Linked DNA regions of Pan troglodytes: region 1 is linked to region 2. The links are chromatin contacts, called in public Hi-C maps. All regions are on one chromosome and are shown on one strand. Each heading gives the region's core, a stretch centred on a gene start, on an enhancer-like site or on the middle of the called end of the contact. The rest is flanking DNA. Distances are from core to core; before and after follow the strand shown. Region 1 has its middle 42 kb from the start of ETS1. Region 2 has its middle 300 kb from the start of ETS1.

Region 1 (3,507 bases), core at 273-2,772, 340 kb before region 2:
TTAAAATATTGTATGCAAAGGAGTTTCTCCTTGTATTTGTTTCTCCTTGCATTTGTAACAGATGTAATTGGGAAGTGATTCCTGAACTAACTTTTTCTCCTATTGTTACAGGTTAATGTCAACAATCAGAATACTAATAATTTATAGTAAGAGTTAGTTAATTTTTTGGATTCATACATAATTTTTAAGTAATATGCCAACTGTCCAAATACTATGTACTGGTTTTCTTGCCCATTAATTTGATGCTTCCTTTTCATATAATTTTTCCCCATAATGAGATATCACCTTACACTAGTGAGGATGGCTGTTATCAAAAGAACAAAAGATAAAAAGTGTTGGTGAGGATGTGGAGAAATTCGAACTCTGGCGCAGACGGTAGGAATGTAAAATGGTATAGCCGCTATGGAAAACAGCAGGGAGGTTCCTCAAAAAGAGGAAAACAGAACTAATATAGGATCCAGCCATTCCACTTGTAGGTATTTATCCAAAAGAATTGAAATCATGATCTTGGAGAAATATTAACATGCTCATGTTCATTGTAGCACTGTCAAGATGAGCTAAGATGTGGAAACAACCTAAATGTTCATCAATGGGTGAATAAAGAAAATGGGTGGATACAGACAGTGGAATATTACTCGGCCTTAAAAAAAATGAAAATCGTGCCATATGTGACAACATGGATGGACCTGAAGGACAGTATGCAAAGGGAAATAAGCCAGTCACACGAGCATTAACTGATTTTCCTACATGCAGTAAGCATCCTCTTAGTCATCTCTTCTTACTGATTCCCTGCCTCTATGGTAGCTTTTATTAATGTGGTCGACCAAGAATGGGAATAATTACGGCTATTATTTGTTGGGCATTTATTCTGCGCCAGTCCAGGGCTACGTGGTTGACATTTCTCTTTCTAGTCCTCACGGTGGTCCCACCTGGTAAGTATGGGCATCAGTGTGACATGTGGTGGTGAGTCCAGGCTCCGGACTGCACCACATGCGTTCAGCCCTGTTTTTTTCAGTTAGCAGCTGTGAAGCCTTCTGACTCACTCCAGGCCCTAGTTTTCTTATTTGTACAAAGTGGGTACTAATAGCACACAAACTAGAGGGTTTTAGCGAGAACTAAATGAGCTAACACATCCTAAACACTTAGGACAAAGCCTGCACATAGTAAGCAATAAAAAAAATTACTTTGTATTCTACATTATACAGAAAGAGAAAGTGAGTTAGAGAGATTAAGTAACTTGTCTGTGCTGGAATTCAATCCAAGGCCTTTGACCTGTTTTATGCCAAAGCTCAATCTCTTCTCAACTATGTGGGAACATGCAGAAATAGCTTGTTGTTGTCAGAACTGGGTTTTGAATGCAGCTATTGGGTTTTGCCACACGCTAACCTGCCTTTGGGCCTAGATGGTGGTTTGTCTTGGCTGGTGGGATAGGGAGGGCTGGAGGTTCCTCATTTTATCCTCTTTTACTGTACCCCTCTACGTTGGCCTTCAGGGGGCGCCATTGAGCTGTATTCGCTAGGTTCCAGGAGGAAGGACCTCAGGACAATTTGAAATTACACATGATGAAAAGAAAAACTCAAAGGCCGAAATCCAAACTGCTAAGACTTTTGTCTTTATGAAAAAACAGTTCCTAAAAAACAAAATTCCTCCCCTGGAAGAATGAGAGGACTTTTCAGAAGTCAAGGTTATTGCAATGTTTTTTTTTTTTTTTCTGTGCTCAACATACCTGTACTTAAAAAAAAAACAACAAACAAAAACTATAAAGTTACTTCAAAATAGAACAAAACAAAAAAGCACCAAAGACACTGAAATACAAAAACTTTGGAGACCGGAGATAATTTTCAGAACCTGCAACCTTAACCTTGTCAGGGAAGGTGTTCTAAAACCTGTCTCTCCATCAACAGAATAAAACAAATGTTTAACTCTGGTTAATGCTAACAAGGATCTAACACATCGGAGAGCATGGAAGCCCTGGAAAATAATTGCGACCAATTTTCCTTTGCTGATTTGCCAAATCTGAGGTTCCAGACGGCGTGACTTCCCTGGAAGCATTCAACAGGAAAGCCCACCTGTCTCCATGGCCAGCCTTAGCCCACCTGGGGCCTTGCCACACCTACTATCTGACCTCTGGCCTAATCCCAATGCCAGCCTGTGAAGCCAGCTTCTATGTGGAACCAGTGCTCTTGGAGAATTGTCAAAGCCCCATGATGACCCTTTGTCCACAAATGGTGTACAGTCTGATCATTCTTTGTCTCTCTCTCTCCTCTCAGGCATACATTAAATGTGGGAGAGAGCTATCCTGCTCAAAAGAGAGTGCTCCTCATTCTGACACATCTGGAAATCATCTGGCAAATGTCTTCTGACCATCTCTGAGTGAAAAAGCCTTCAAGTACCTCAGCCCATTTCAGCTCCACAACTTTCTCTTGTGATCATCCCTGTTTTACAGGATATGGAGGGGTAAGGTGACTTCAGTGTCACCTAGCTCCTGGAGTCGCTATGTTGAGGTTCTGGCTCTTTTGATTTAAGTCCAGGAATCTATAAATGACCAGATCTTCAACTTTTGCTGAGCAGAACCTGGGGCTGAAGCTAAAATTCACACAGCTTCATCCTTCATTGGCTGTCTCTCCTCACCTTTGCAGGGCTTCCTGGGGCTGTCCTGATAAGAGAATCTTTGCTATGATCCCCTCAAATCCCTCCCTTTGGCAAAATGATTAGGGCCTATCTGATGGAATGTGAGGTACACTCAGAAGTCCCCTCCAATCTCCCCCAGGGTCCCCGATTTTGATCTTAGCCTTCCTGGCTTCATGCTCACCATTACCTGCTGCAGCCCTGGCCAGAATTCTTCCATTCTGTAGAATGCAAACACCTTCAGAAGGGGATGGCTACTTTCATCCCTAAGGTCTTAATGTGATCTGGTTTAGAACTCTTTTCTTTGTGGGAGGGGGAAAACTAGGAGTAGGAAGCAAAAGTAGAAGGGTCAGGAAGTGCTAAGGGGAAGGGATGGGGTGCTGCCTTTCCATGTGGCTGACGGCCGAACTTGGTTCTGGGTGCATGGGTTCTGAGACCACCCTCGATGACACAAAGTGTGTTTAAATACAGGGTGTCCTGATGTGGGATGCAAAACAACACCCACCCTCTCCCCCGGCCTACCCTCATAAGCCGAATATTAATTTTACGCCCCACAAACACTTTGATGGCATCAATGCGGTATAACAGTACATTCTGTTTTCTGCCATGCAGTGTGGGTGATCACTCAGTGCTCTTTGGTAGTGATGAAAGAATCAGACTCCACTGCAGAAAACACCTCATTCTATTCTCAGAAGGTCAGTCATGAGAAATGGAGCTTTCTTTAAAACAGGCTTACAGAAAACAAAAACACGAACTTTTTAGCTTATTAACAAAAAAGCTCTCCATCTGCTTTTTTTTTTTTTAATAAACAGATATAGTTAATAGTTTACGGATTTTAGCTGTGGTTTTTCCTTTTTCGTTTGTTTATGAAATGTTTTT
Region 2 (3,488 bases), core at 189-2,688:
GCTATTTTTTTCTGCCTTAACACAAAGGCTCAGAAACTACATGTTTCAGCAGTAACACTGCAATTCCAGATAGGGGACTTCTCCAATATCCAGGGAGGCTGGATCAGCAGTAACACTGCAGTTCGAGATAGGGGACTTCTCCAATATCCAGGGAGGCTGGATCAGCAGTAACACTGCAGTTCCAGATAGAGGACTTCTCCAATATCCAGGGAGGCTGGATTCTCCCACACATTTCTCAGGAAACACATAAAAGCCTTATCCTCTAGCAACTTGCCTTGGGGGAGGTCTGGAAGAGCTGCTTCCGACCTGACTTGGAGTCTGAGTGAGAAGAAAGCAGCGGGGTATGGCATATTTTGCGCATCAGCTTCTCCCGTTCCCTGAGTGGCATTATCCAGGACTTGCAGGGGGCAGCCCAGCCCTTCTTCTCTTAGAAGCCCCAGCTTGCCGAGGGCCAGTCGGGTCTAACTTCTTGCTCATCATAAGGCAGCACCATGACAGAGAGGAAAGGAAGCTGGAGCTGCTGGAGGCAGGGCTGGGCTCCCGAGCAGGAAGGGCATGCAGTTCCCTGCTTCATGCAGTGTGGGGCTATCCAAAATTATTGTCTAAAATACCCTTCAGAGGAATAGAAATGCCACTGCTGACGTTCTTTACTTTAGGTCTTTAGGGGATTTTAGAATGGAATCTAAAGAAAAATGGAAATGACTCCCCCAGTGGTAATGGTCTCCATGTGATTAGAAGCATGGATAAGGATGAAACTTGGAAAGGGAAAATGATGAGAACCCCCCAAAATCTTGACCTCCTCCATCCTCTTCTTTCTGGCATGTGCTTGTGGATGGACAGACAGATAGCACCCCGCCAACCCACACAAACCTGTGGTGTTGTCTGGAAGACCAGAAGGGGTTGCCTGGGCCTCCTTCATCGGCCACCATCTGGCTTAAGCAAATCTCTCACTCGGAGCCAACACCCTGCCCCTCCCTGTGCCACTTGCGTAGGTGCCCAACAGCTTCAAGATAGGAGCCTCCTTCCTCCCCTGTTGCTCCTCACTTCTGGGGCTCAGCAAGGATGTTCATAGCTCCTAGCCGACCTTCTGCTTCTCCAGGGATGGGTGTGTCTGGCCTGCCACGGTTCCCGTGGACACCGGCAGCCCCCCTTGCAAACTCTGTTCCTGCTCTTCGAGTGCATTCTTGGCCCACACGACCAGCCTCTAAGGTGCCCCCGCTGCAGGAGAGCCTCCCACTCACTGGCTCGCCACTCCGCCTGTGTGCTTCCCAGCCGACCAGGGCGAGTTTTCAGAAAACTATTTTTAGAAAGAGTAACCTCAGAATAAACACCACTCACCAGATGCTGGTGTTTTTCTGGGGCAACCAAGCTGAGGATCATTTGTTTAAAGAGAAAGGTGAAACAGACAACGTTGCTCTTTTGGCCTGGGATGGTTTGCAGACTGCTGGGTTTTACTCCCTCTAGCGGCATGATTTTAGAAGACATGACACTGCCTTGACCCAGACTAATAACCATATTCTATAATGGCCGGGATATTTGAGATAACTCAATTTTACTTGACATTTAGGCTTCTAGTTTGATGCCAAGTAAGGACAGATTTAATCCTAAGTTTACAGGTACAAACATGTGTTAAGACTAATAGGACAAACTCTCTGCATCATTGTCTTATCCCTGCAAGGGTTGATGAATAAAATTCTATTTTGAAAAAGAGATGTTATAGTAAAACTGCTGGATATCTTTGATTACATAAAACTTATTCCCTACAGAAGACCTACATGTAATTTTGTACTATGTATCACTTTCCTAAATAAGTGGATGGGATAGGGAAGAACAAATTAGAAGAGGGACTTGTGAGTCTAATGTTGGCAAGAAAACAGAACAAAACAACATAAAGCCTTCTGATTGTAAGACTTGAGAGACCAGAAACACCTTACTAAGAGGCATCAAAGTGTGTCTCTCTTTGAAAGTTGTAATCGTATTTCTAATCATTATATTTCTTAGTGAATTTGGTACAATCACAAAATGACAACAGAACAAAATGAAATGACTTTTTGTAGACCTTCCTTCTCAATTCCAGGATTCTACAATCCAGCCCCATTTCTCTGATTGGAAGAAAACTGTAAATGAAAAGATTGTCACTGGCCTGAAGACATTAGTCCTCTGATTAGCAGAGCTTATCAGTGTGGAAAATAGTCAATGGACAATGATCTAGTCATATCATAAATGACTGGATTTCTCCTGCAACCTGGGTGTTACTGAGCTGCAGACTAAAACCAAAACGACTGTGGGTGACCAGAGGGAAAACGCTTGAAGTCATCAATCAGTTAAATCATGCTCATATCTCAGCTCATTTTGAGTCAGACTTTGCACATGACAGAACTGCATTCATTCAACAGAAAGCATTCCATTCACAAAGAGTTCAGCTAAACTGACACTTGATTCATTACGAGTTCTTTTGCGGAAGGACTGGTTGGTTTTCCAGAGTAACAGCCTCGTCTCTGACCGCCCTTTTCTCTGTATTCACATTCACCATTTTTGTATGTTTCTGCCCACAGCTTATCCAACTTTCAGCAACTACTGATGGGGAGACTAGAATGCTGGTTTCCCTGTGGCACATGAGTAGTACATGATACTTTTTGTCCTCTAAAGTGGATCGTCACCAAGAACATGTCGGTGCTAATTTCCCTGAAGCATTGGTCTGTTTTCCTTTGCTGCAGTAGAAAGGAAGACCTATATACTATGTTACCCTGAGGGCAACATTGTTCCTGGTTTAAAACCACTGACTTAAGGAGAGGTACTGGGAATGAGAGAGATTTTATTCTTTCTTTTTTTCTGTTTATATTTTTCAACAATTATAGCACACCTAAACTGTGGCGTAGGCCTTGGGGATCAATAGCAAACAATGATAAATTCCTATCGTCAAGTAACTTGTATTCTGGTATATGTGTACAACAGAGACAGATGGTACATAGCAACAAATACATGAGTATTCCTGATAGTGATAATGTTATGAAGACACTAACACAAGGTAGTGAGCAAGGGAGTAACTATGTCAGCATGAACAAAGTGCAGGGACCATGGAGAGCTCTCAGTGCCAGCTCTTGCATTTAGCTGAATCTTGGATCATAGCAGGCAAGAGATAGCCACTGGTGGTGGTGGCCCCGGTGGTGGTGGCAGTGGATGTTGTGAAAGACAGTAATATGACCAAAGTTATGGTTTTACAAGTTTCTTTTGATAGTGATCTGTTTGCAGGATATTGGAAAAGAGCAAAGCCATGGAAACCAAGAAATTGGTTAAGAGGTTGTGTAATTATCAAGAAAAATGGCAATAAAAGCCTGAGCTGGGTGATGGCAGTGGGAATGGAAAGAAAGGACCAATGAGAGAAACTGCGAATAGAAATTTACAGCAGAGTTCACCCGAGTTTTAGATTTAACTGATTATTTTAAAAAATAACCCTGTGTAATTTTGTCCCATGAGGACATTAAAAC

The links. A called contact is a pair of places that touch in the nucleus more often than the background predicts.
Region 1: a Hi-C map of a lymphoblastoid cell line shows a contact between it and region 2, with 9 times the contacts expected there. The contact joins two enhancer-like sites. A contact is called at or near these places in 5 of 7 Hi-C or Micro-C datasets (blood, induced pluripotent stem cells, a lymphoblastoid cell line and 1 more) and 1 of 1 other capture datasets (stem cell-derived neural stem cells).

Annotation. Positions count from the first base shown.
Region 1 is chr9:130,561,481-130,564,987 of NHGRI_mPanTro3-v2.0_pri, reverse strand. No RefSeq gene overlaps it. Among named protein-coding and RNA genes, the nearest start is that of ETS1, 42 kb to the right of the region's middle. Within about 2 kb of position 1,522, at least 1 of the 24 cell types and tissues checked has an H3K27ac peak or open chromatin away from gene starts, as enhancers often do. A contact at or near this core is called in a lymphoblastoid cell line, where this site is marked.
Region 2 is chr9:130,221,966-130,225,453 of NHGRI_mPanTro3-v2.0_pri, reverse strand. No RefSeq gene overlaps it. Among named protein-coding and RNA genes, the nearest start is that of ETS1, 300 kb to the left of the region's middle. Within about 2 kb of position 1,438, at least 3 of the 24 cell types and tissues checked have an H3K27ac peak or open chromatin away from gene starts, as enhancers often do. A contact at or near this core is called in a lymphoblastoid cell line, where this site is marked.